2 separate regions of the Drosophila melanogaster genome follow, and region 2 is linked to region 1. The links are chromatin contacts, called in public Hi-C maps. All regions are on one chromosome and are shown on one strand. Each heading gives the region's core, a stretch centred on a gene start, on an enhancer-like site or on the middle of the called end of the contact. The rest is flanking DNA. Distances are from core to core; before and after follow the strand shown. Region 1 holds the start of AP-2alpha (Adaptor Protein complex 2, alpha subunit). Region 2 holds the start of tho2 (tho2,).

Region 1 (3,894 bases), core at 430-2,929:
GGGAACAAGAGCTGCGGGAGTCCCAGCACCTCCGCTGGTAGACGAGGAGATGGTTCCACTGGGAGCAGAGCTTTGAGCATTGGACGAACCAGACTGCACGTTGTTTCCTTGGGCTCCTACGCGAATCGTAACCGCTCCACTTGGCGCCTTTGATCCTGTTGCAGTCGAAGCTCCGCCCGATGCTGCTGCGTCCGGATTGGAGGTTGATACAGTTCCACCAGCGGGCGTCAGCCCGCTTGTAGGTTGTTCTACGCTGCTGGAAGTGCTGCTATTGCCATTTGTGGATGTTGAGGAGGCTGCATCATCGGTACTGGTAGCATTTGCATTGCCTGCATTGCCACTAGATGAGCTTCCCGCTTCATTCGAGTTCTGGGATTTCTTTTGACTTGCCCCAGGTGCTGCCAAATCTCCACCAGCTGGTGTGCTTGTGCTATTAGATCCTCCAGTACTGGCCTGGTTCCCTCCAGCTCCATTGTTTCCGGCGTATGTGCCGCCAGCATTATTTGCCGCATTTCCACTGGAGTCTACCTCGCTTGCCGACTGATCGGTTGGTGTGCTTGTGCCCGTGGTGCTGCCAGCAATTTTGTTTCCACCTGCTGAGCCCGCCACTCCGGTACCCGGTTCTATTTTTATCTCAGGCTTGGCATTGTTGTTCTGGTTGCCACCGGCAGGGGCAGAAGAGTCGACTGCCCCGGGTTTTCCCGGCTCTGTTTTCACAATGGGCTTGAGTGGCTTCACCTCCGGCATGACAGCGTCTATTAGAGAGAGTCCTTCAATGGGTCGCGCCACCTCGCCGTCTTCGCCTACGCTCCACTCCACTTCAGTGTACAGAAGACCCTTCTGCAGGATGGTGAGCAAAGCGGCAGGTGGAACCAATGCGCCATTGATATTACTTTGCGAGATGTGTGACTCAATGCCAAACACGTAGGCCGAGTGCAGAAAGCCTAGAAAACGGGATTGCATGAGATTAGGGCGGGCTGTTATCTTGCGATTGGAGGGTTTTACTCACCCGACTCCTGCAGGTATCGGTAAACCAGAAAGTTCACCTCGTCGCTGGAAAAACTCATGACGGAACGCGGTTGGCTCCTTCTCCTACTACTAGCGCACTCCAAAATCCACTCCTATCTCCAATGCCAATTATGTTTTTACGGTGCGAAAATCGGAACTGTGCTGCGTAACACATGCGTCTGCATTCGGCACGCTTATCACTTCGGCGCAAGCCACGGTATCCGGTGCTACTCCTGGTACTTGGATCGATCTGGTCGGTCCTGTGTTTTCAATTCTGCCAGTTTGCTGCTTGCCGCAAGAGCACTTCACATATTTTTTCCACAAATAAAACCGAGGGATCGAAAACGCGTTTCTGAAACGCGCAAAAAAATGGCGGAGTAATCTCAAGGTGTGCGCTGCGAGAGGTTGCGCAGCCTTGTGTTTTGTGACGTCACAAGTTTTGACAACAACTTAATCAAATTTGAGTCATATTTTTGTATTGCACCAAGCGTTACCTTAAAGGATAGAACGGAAATTTATTAGCCATAAAAACAATTAAGAAGATATTTTTGGATTTCTGCTTGGAGCAAAAGGTAAAAAATTCTTAAAGCGAATTGTCGTCTCTCTTCGTCCATCCCTGTGTACCCATCCCTCGAAGTAATCATTGTATTTCAACCCAACGCTCTACTGGTCACACCAATCGTTCCACCCGCGCCCGCTAGATGGCTCCACTCTTAGGCAGCGAGAGCGAAGAAAAATCAATAGAAATTTTCATTTTAGTGAATTGCCCTGCACTTGGTAATAGTTAACAAACAAATTAGCGGCAAATCAGCGAGGCGAAGCTCCAGCGAGTTGGAGTTCCATAAAGTGCAACACGCAGGGTCAAACATTCCGCAGCCAACACCCCGGATTCCGATTCCAAGCGAAGCCAACTTCAGAAGTCAGAGATTACTCTCTCTGCTCCGCCACAGAAATTCCGCAACGCTAACCGATTTTGTCCGCTGGCGAGTAAAAAAAATCGGAAAAGTAAGCTCAAAAAAAAAGAACAGCTAACATACGCCCATTAATGTTTTTGGAGGCTTCTTCGGTGCTTTTTTTTTTGGGCAAAACGCCCTCGTCATCCAGCGGTGAAAAAAGTGACGTGACATGAAAGCAAAGAAAGAAGAGAACCGAAGAGCGCAGTGAAAAACAGAAAATAAAACGAAACGGAAAGCAAAGTAAAAAGTATACTACAGAAACAAAAGCCGGTGGTCGCGCAAATCCAAATAATAATGCCCAAGTGCACATCGACTTCGCCAGGCGATAAAAAGTGGGCGAGCGAGGTCACAGAATCTTTATCAACGGGCAAAACGCTGCCAAGTTGAAAATAAATCGGTTGCCAAAAATGCGGGGGTACACTCTACTTCCACCAGAAAATGTCAAAGTTCGCCAGCCATTGGGTGCACTGGCCGGAAAATCAATCACGTAGTCCACTATTTACCGTTTAAAAGTTCTGAGTTTATTAAACATTGGATTTTTTATACATATAAATCGTTATCAGCGCTTGATGCTCAGTGAAATGTGTGGTGCATACATATTTTGTGGCGTTTTCGTTATCAAAAGTAAAACTGCAATACGGACTTTCAAAATAGAAGCTGTATCAATGTGTTGGCATGCACAATAAGCTACTCCCTGGCTAAATACAAATTGTTATCCAAAATACCTTTTGTTTGAATAATATACGTTTGTTAACACAAATACTAAAACGTAATCATAATACTAAGTTTTCCCATTCCCACAACCCACAATAAATAGAGTATCGTTTCCCCTTTCAGGTCCCAAGGAACGGCCGAGATCCAATCGAAGTAAAAAGAGCTTTGCAGAACCAGAGCGGAGAGCAACTATATATCTTAGGGTCCGACGTCGAGTTCGAGCGATAAGAACGCCTCGAGACTCGGCCGCCATCCATTGACGATTTTCTTGCGCCCCCAGTTTGCATAAAACCAGCGAAAATTAACAAGCTAACTACCATGGCGCCGGTGCGGGGGGATGGCATGAGAGGCCTGGCCGTCTTTATATCGGATATAAGGAACTGTAAGTGCAGATCTCTTGGGTAACCAGCATTAAATCCAATTGAGCGGGTCGCAACAAGAGATTTTCCATAGGGGCGGAATCAGCGCCATTACTTGATCAATTACCAGGAGCAGCGCACTGACAAAAACGTGGGGCGGTACAAAAACGCAGGAACAGTAAGCTCTCTGCCAGATGAATTACAAAATATTGGCTACTTTTCTTCTCCATTCCTATGTAAATGTTTTCGTAGTCGTTACATTAGAAAGATATGAGAAAGTTATATATATAGTTATATATATGGGTACAACACAGCAAATAGTTATATCAATGTGAATCGGTTGCCTCTCAGTATTAATAAATACTTACAATTTTGATAGTTTGATGACTTACTGTAGTACTTCGAAGCGTGCATATGTGTGTGCGCAAGAGTCCGACGCTTCACTGTATGGTATTATTATCACAGCTCGTTGTTTGCTGTATGCTCGGTTACTAGTTTCTGGTTTGTGGACAACATATAGGAGAGCAGAGGTTCCGCTGCGGATCGGTGACTGGTACTAATTGACGCCTATGTGAATCGGAGAAAATCCGCGACATGGAGAGAGCTGAAGGGTGTGAAGTCGTCTCTCCGATCGATCAATCGCGGGGTGGAAAGGAAAGCGAAGCTTCCGCAGACGAATCACTGTTGTTTTACTGTGAATCTCCCTTATACCCGCATAAGACACAAATTTCTATACTAATATTCACCCATTTGCCCACAGGCAAAAGCAAAGAGGCCGAAGTCAAACGCATAAACAAGGAGTTGGCCAATATACGAAGCAAATTTAAAGGAGACAAAACCCTCGACGGCTATCAGAA
Region 2 (3,894 bases), core at 823-3,322, 1.7 Mb before region 1:
GCGAAACTGCGAGATTTAGCAAGAGCAAGATTTTGTATATTCCACCAAAACGCAGCAAAGCAAGCCCGAATTTGGGATATTAAAAGTGTTACCGTCGGGTCGAAACCGCTCACACATTCGTCGAGTTTGCTGTGAGCGCGGTCATTGCTGTGAAAATTGCGTTGAAAATTCGGGATCCGCAAGTTTCGGAGCATTGCATTTGTGGACAAACCGCAATTTCTGGTCCACTGCGCCATGAAATCAGATAACTACCGTCTCATACAGGAGGTGTCCAAGCGGCGGTGCCTGTGGGACACAAACATGTCCATTTCGTACCGCAACCAGGACGCAGCTCTCCAGTGGGCGAGTGTCGCGCAGATAATGCAGCAGGATGGTGAGTGGCGGATAAACGAGGAGGGTTTTATATGCCTAGGAAACCTATAAATAACACCTGGTCATTTTGCAGTCTCGATCTGCAAGAAACGTTTCAAGGGAATGCGGGACAGCTACCGGGCAGAGGTGCGCAAGATACAGCAGAAACGAATCGAGATGTCCCACTGGCCATACTTTCGCTCACTGGAGTTCATGCGCCAAATCTTCGATCCGGAGGGCCTGGTGCCCTTTCCACCAGAGCCCTTCGTGATGAACACCGAGCAGCCGGAAGTCTTCGAGCCCACCCGACTGGTTGACTTCGCTATCGATTTGGATTTGGACAATGATGACTCTGTTGACTTTGAAATCATCGAGGACATATTTAAGCGGGAGCCGTCAGTGCCCCAGGACTCTGGCTCGGATAAAGGCTCGCTGATCAAGCCTTTGGATTCTTCATCCTCGGGCGCCCATCGTTCCGATCAGGATCTATCGCCCACATTGCCCATACACTTGCCGCGCCACCAACAATTCCTGCCACGTCCACCCCCGCCTTCGAAGAGAGGACGTCGGAGGAAAACTTCGCCGTCTAACGATGTCCCCTTATTGAATGGATACGCCAGCCAGGCGTCAAAGTCTACCACTGAACCCGATCTAAAGAACGATTCGGACTTGAGTTTCTTGATGAGCATGATGCCGCACGTAAAGTCTCTGTCAGCCATTAGCAATCTTAAGTTTCGAATGGAGATGGCGCGCGTTCTGGTGGAACTCAGGGAGGAGGATCAGCACATGCTCGCGGCGGCGGGACCCGAAGACGTTCTAGAGCGCAGCATGCCCAAACTAACACCAGCCCCGAATTCCAGTTTTGCCACTCAGCTGGAGAAATCCCAGTACCATCTATCCAATTCCAGCTACCAAATCAGTAGCCGAAAAACACCAACTTCGTTTGACTATGTCGACAGCTCCATGGTTGAGTGCGATGTCAAGATAGAGAATGAGCCTCTGCTATGAAGACTTCATACCAAATTTTTACGATTTTACATTCACCAATAATTCTCTAAGGAGTATTCCTTTCATATTGTTACAAGTCTTAGATGAAACCCTACTCATACATGAGTAGTTGTTTGGCAAAATGCCTATCATAAGACCATTATCCACACGCTGAATTGCTTGTAAAATATTGATTTGTATTGTCCAATAATTTAACCATTTTGACTCCGGGTATGCCATTCGCGGGCTGTTTTAAAGCAATTTACACGAAATGGAATATACAAACAAAATAACAGCTGATGCTGATTAAATTTTAAGGTTTAGCTTATCATTGGGATGTCATCTGGAAGGAATTTTAATGGATTTGAATTGATTTAAGATTCTGTTTTCGAATAGACACGTAATAAATATGTGCATACGATTTAAAAAAGGTCCAATGATTTTAAGGTGAGATAATCCTAAAATCGATTCGGTTTCATTTCCCGATGTTCCACTACGAAATGTCAACCATAAATAAAACAAATAAAAGAGGCAACTTGGTCGAAAACAATCTCAGTTCAATTGTAATGAAAATTGACGTCCGGTGCATAATTTATATATAATAATATATATCTATATATATATAAATAATAACAATTCAAGATTATTTGCTAGTTTATGTTCCTTGTCTAACGTTCCAGAAAAAAAGTAACTTGGCATTTGGCAGTCGGACGTTTTCGTTTCGGCGAATGGTATTTAGTTAGGCAGCAGTACGGTCACACTGGCGGAACTAACTAAAAAAAAGTGTGAAAATTTGTCAAATATTTCGACAAGTACAACGATCTAATCGATTCGGGAGCAGAATTCAGCCCCCGCAGCAAAGCGCCCGCGTGTACCACCTGATCCGAGGATGCAGAGATCCACAGACCGGTTGCGCCGGCTGAAAAAGCTGAAGAGCGTTACGGGAGCGCAGGATGGCGTTGGTGGCGGCGATGCGGCGGCGACGGCGGATAATCGGACCTCCGCATCGTCGGACACGAACGGAGCAGCCGCCAGTAGCGGAGCCGGCGGCAATCAGCCAGGCACACTCAATCCGGAGGTCTTCAAGCACTTGGACAAATCCGGACGCAGTGAATTGTACGTGTGTGGTACCACGCTCCGACACCGATGCAAACGCAGCCAGAGATATATGCACACGCGCCCAAACACTCGCACTCGCAGTACAGTGGCTGTCGTCAGTTTGTGTCTTGCTGCTGGATCGACTGTTTGGACTGACTGTTCCTCGTTCCCTAGCTAAATTACACGTTTACTTCTAGCCTGAAGTACCTCAAGCATCAGTTGCAGGATGCGGCGGATACGCCCGTTTACGACAAGAACGGCGTCTTTAAGCAGGGCATCTCCAATGCCATATACCAGCTTCTTTGGCAGACTCTGCGCTTCACTCACAAAAAAGACATAGTACTCCACCTGCTCCTGGAAGTCGTGGTGAGTTGAATTTGTTGTTGTAAAGAAAGATTTATAAGGCATTTACTTCTTAACAATTGTCGCTATATATAACGTTTTCCTATGTTGCAGGCCCTCCATGCGGACTTTCCCAGCCTTATAGTGGACGTGGTTAACATTCTGGACAGCGAAACCTCCCTTATAACCGATGGACTTCAGGAAGAACGACATGCCTTTGTGCAACTTGTTAAAGACTTGGACAGGGTGATTCCAGAAAGTCTTTTGAAAGAACGTTTGGAAATCGATACGTTGCAGGAGGCGGGAATCGTCAAGAACAAGAGCTTTTACTCTAAGTTCATCAAGGTCAAAACCAAGCTATAGTACGTACATATAGTAAAAGCGATTTGAGGTTAATAAAATATATAATCTCTACTTTCCCTTTAAGCTACAAGCAGCGTCGGTTTAACCTTTTCCGCGAGGAGAGTGAAGGGTTTGCCAAGCTTATCACAGAGCTAAACCAGGAGTTCGACGAGAACACCACTCCAGAGAGCATAATGGATATCATAAAATCCCTTATAGGTAAGATAGTTTTGATAGCTATGAGGAAACACAGTCAAACCGACTGCATTAATTGTTAATTGAATTGCAGGCTGCTTCAATCTGGATCCTAATCGTGTGCTGGACATTATTATCGAGTCCTTTGAAACTCGTCCGGATCGATGGAACTTGTTCATACCCCTGCTGCGCAGCTACATGCCCACTGGTGCCATTATTTGCGAAGTCCTCGGCTACAAGTTCTGCCACTTTAAGGACTCCCGCACTCCCCGCTCGTTATATCATGTATGTGCTCTTTTGCTTAAGCATGGCGTCATTGCTCTGAACGATGTATACGTGTGGTTGACTCCAAACGATGGGAGCATTAAGGCGGACTGGGAGGAAGACCTGGCTGATGCCAGGGAAATGGTCCGCAAGCTGAACCTTATACAAACCAATAAGAAGGAAGACGAAAAGGATCCACCACCGCCGCCTTCAGTTAAGAAGTTCAATGAGGTAGATTTAATAAACGTTTTTTGAGGGATTCTACTAACGATATCGTTTTATTCGCAGGAAAAATACAATGCAAACCAAAAATTT

The links. Hi-C and Micro-C count contacts between places; a contact is called where the count stands out from the background.
Region 2: a Hi-C map of the OSC cell line shows a contact between it and region 1, with 6 times the contacts expected there. The contact joins the promoter of tho2 here to the promoter of AP-2alpha in region 1. A contact is called at or near these places in 14 of 107 Hi-C or Micro-C datasets (the Kc167 cell line, the OSC cell line, embryo and 5 more).

The regions. Positions count from the first base shown.
Region 1 is chr2L:412,562-416,455 of dm6, reverse strand. AP-2alpha (Adaptor Protein complex 2, alpha subunit) reads left to right here and starts at 1,679. Exons shown (of 9, transcript NM_057471.6): 1 at 1,679-2,013; 2 at 2,802-3,060; 3 at 3,798-3,894. The coding sequence starts at 2,997. It overlaps ebi, which reads right to left and starts at 1,389. Exons shown (of 3, transcript NM_057981.4): 1 at 1,010-1,389; 2 at 1-944. The coding sequence starts at 1,067.
Region 2 is chr2L:2,143,365-2,147,258 of dm6, reverse strand. tho2 (tho2,) reads left to right here and starts at 2,072. Exons shown (of 15, transcript NM_164454.2): 1 at 2,072-2,454; 2 at 2,634-2,802; 3 at 2,893-3,140; 4 at 3,206-3,339; 5 at 3,410-3,810; 6 at 3,868-3,894. The coding sequence starts at 2,228. CG11723 reads left to right here. Exons shown (of 2, transcript NM_001272977.1): 1 at 1-373; 2 at 446-1,962. The coding sequence starts at 235. The coding sequence ends at 1,359.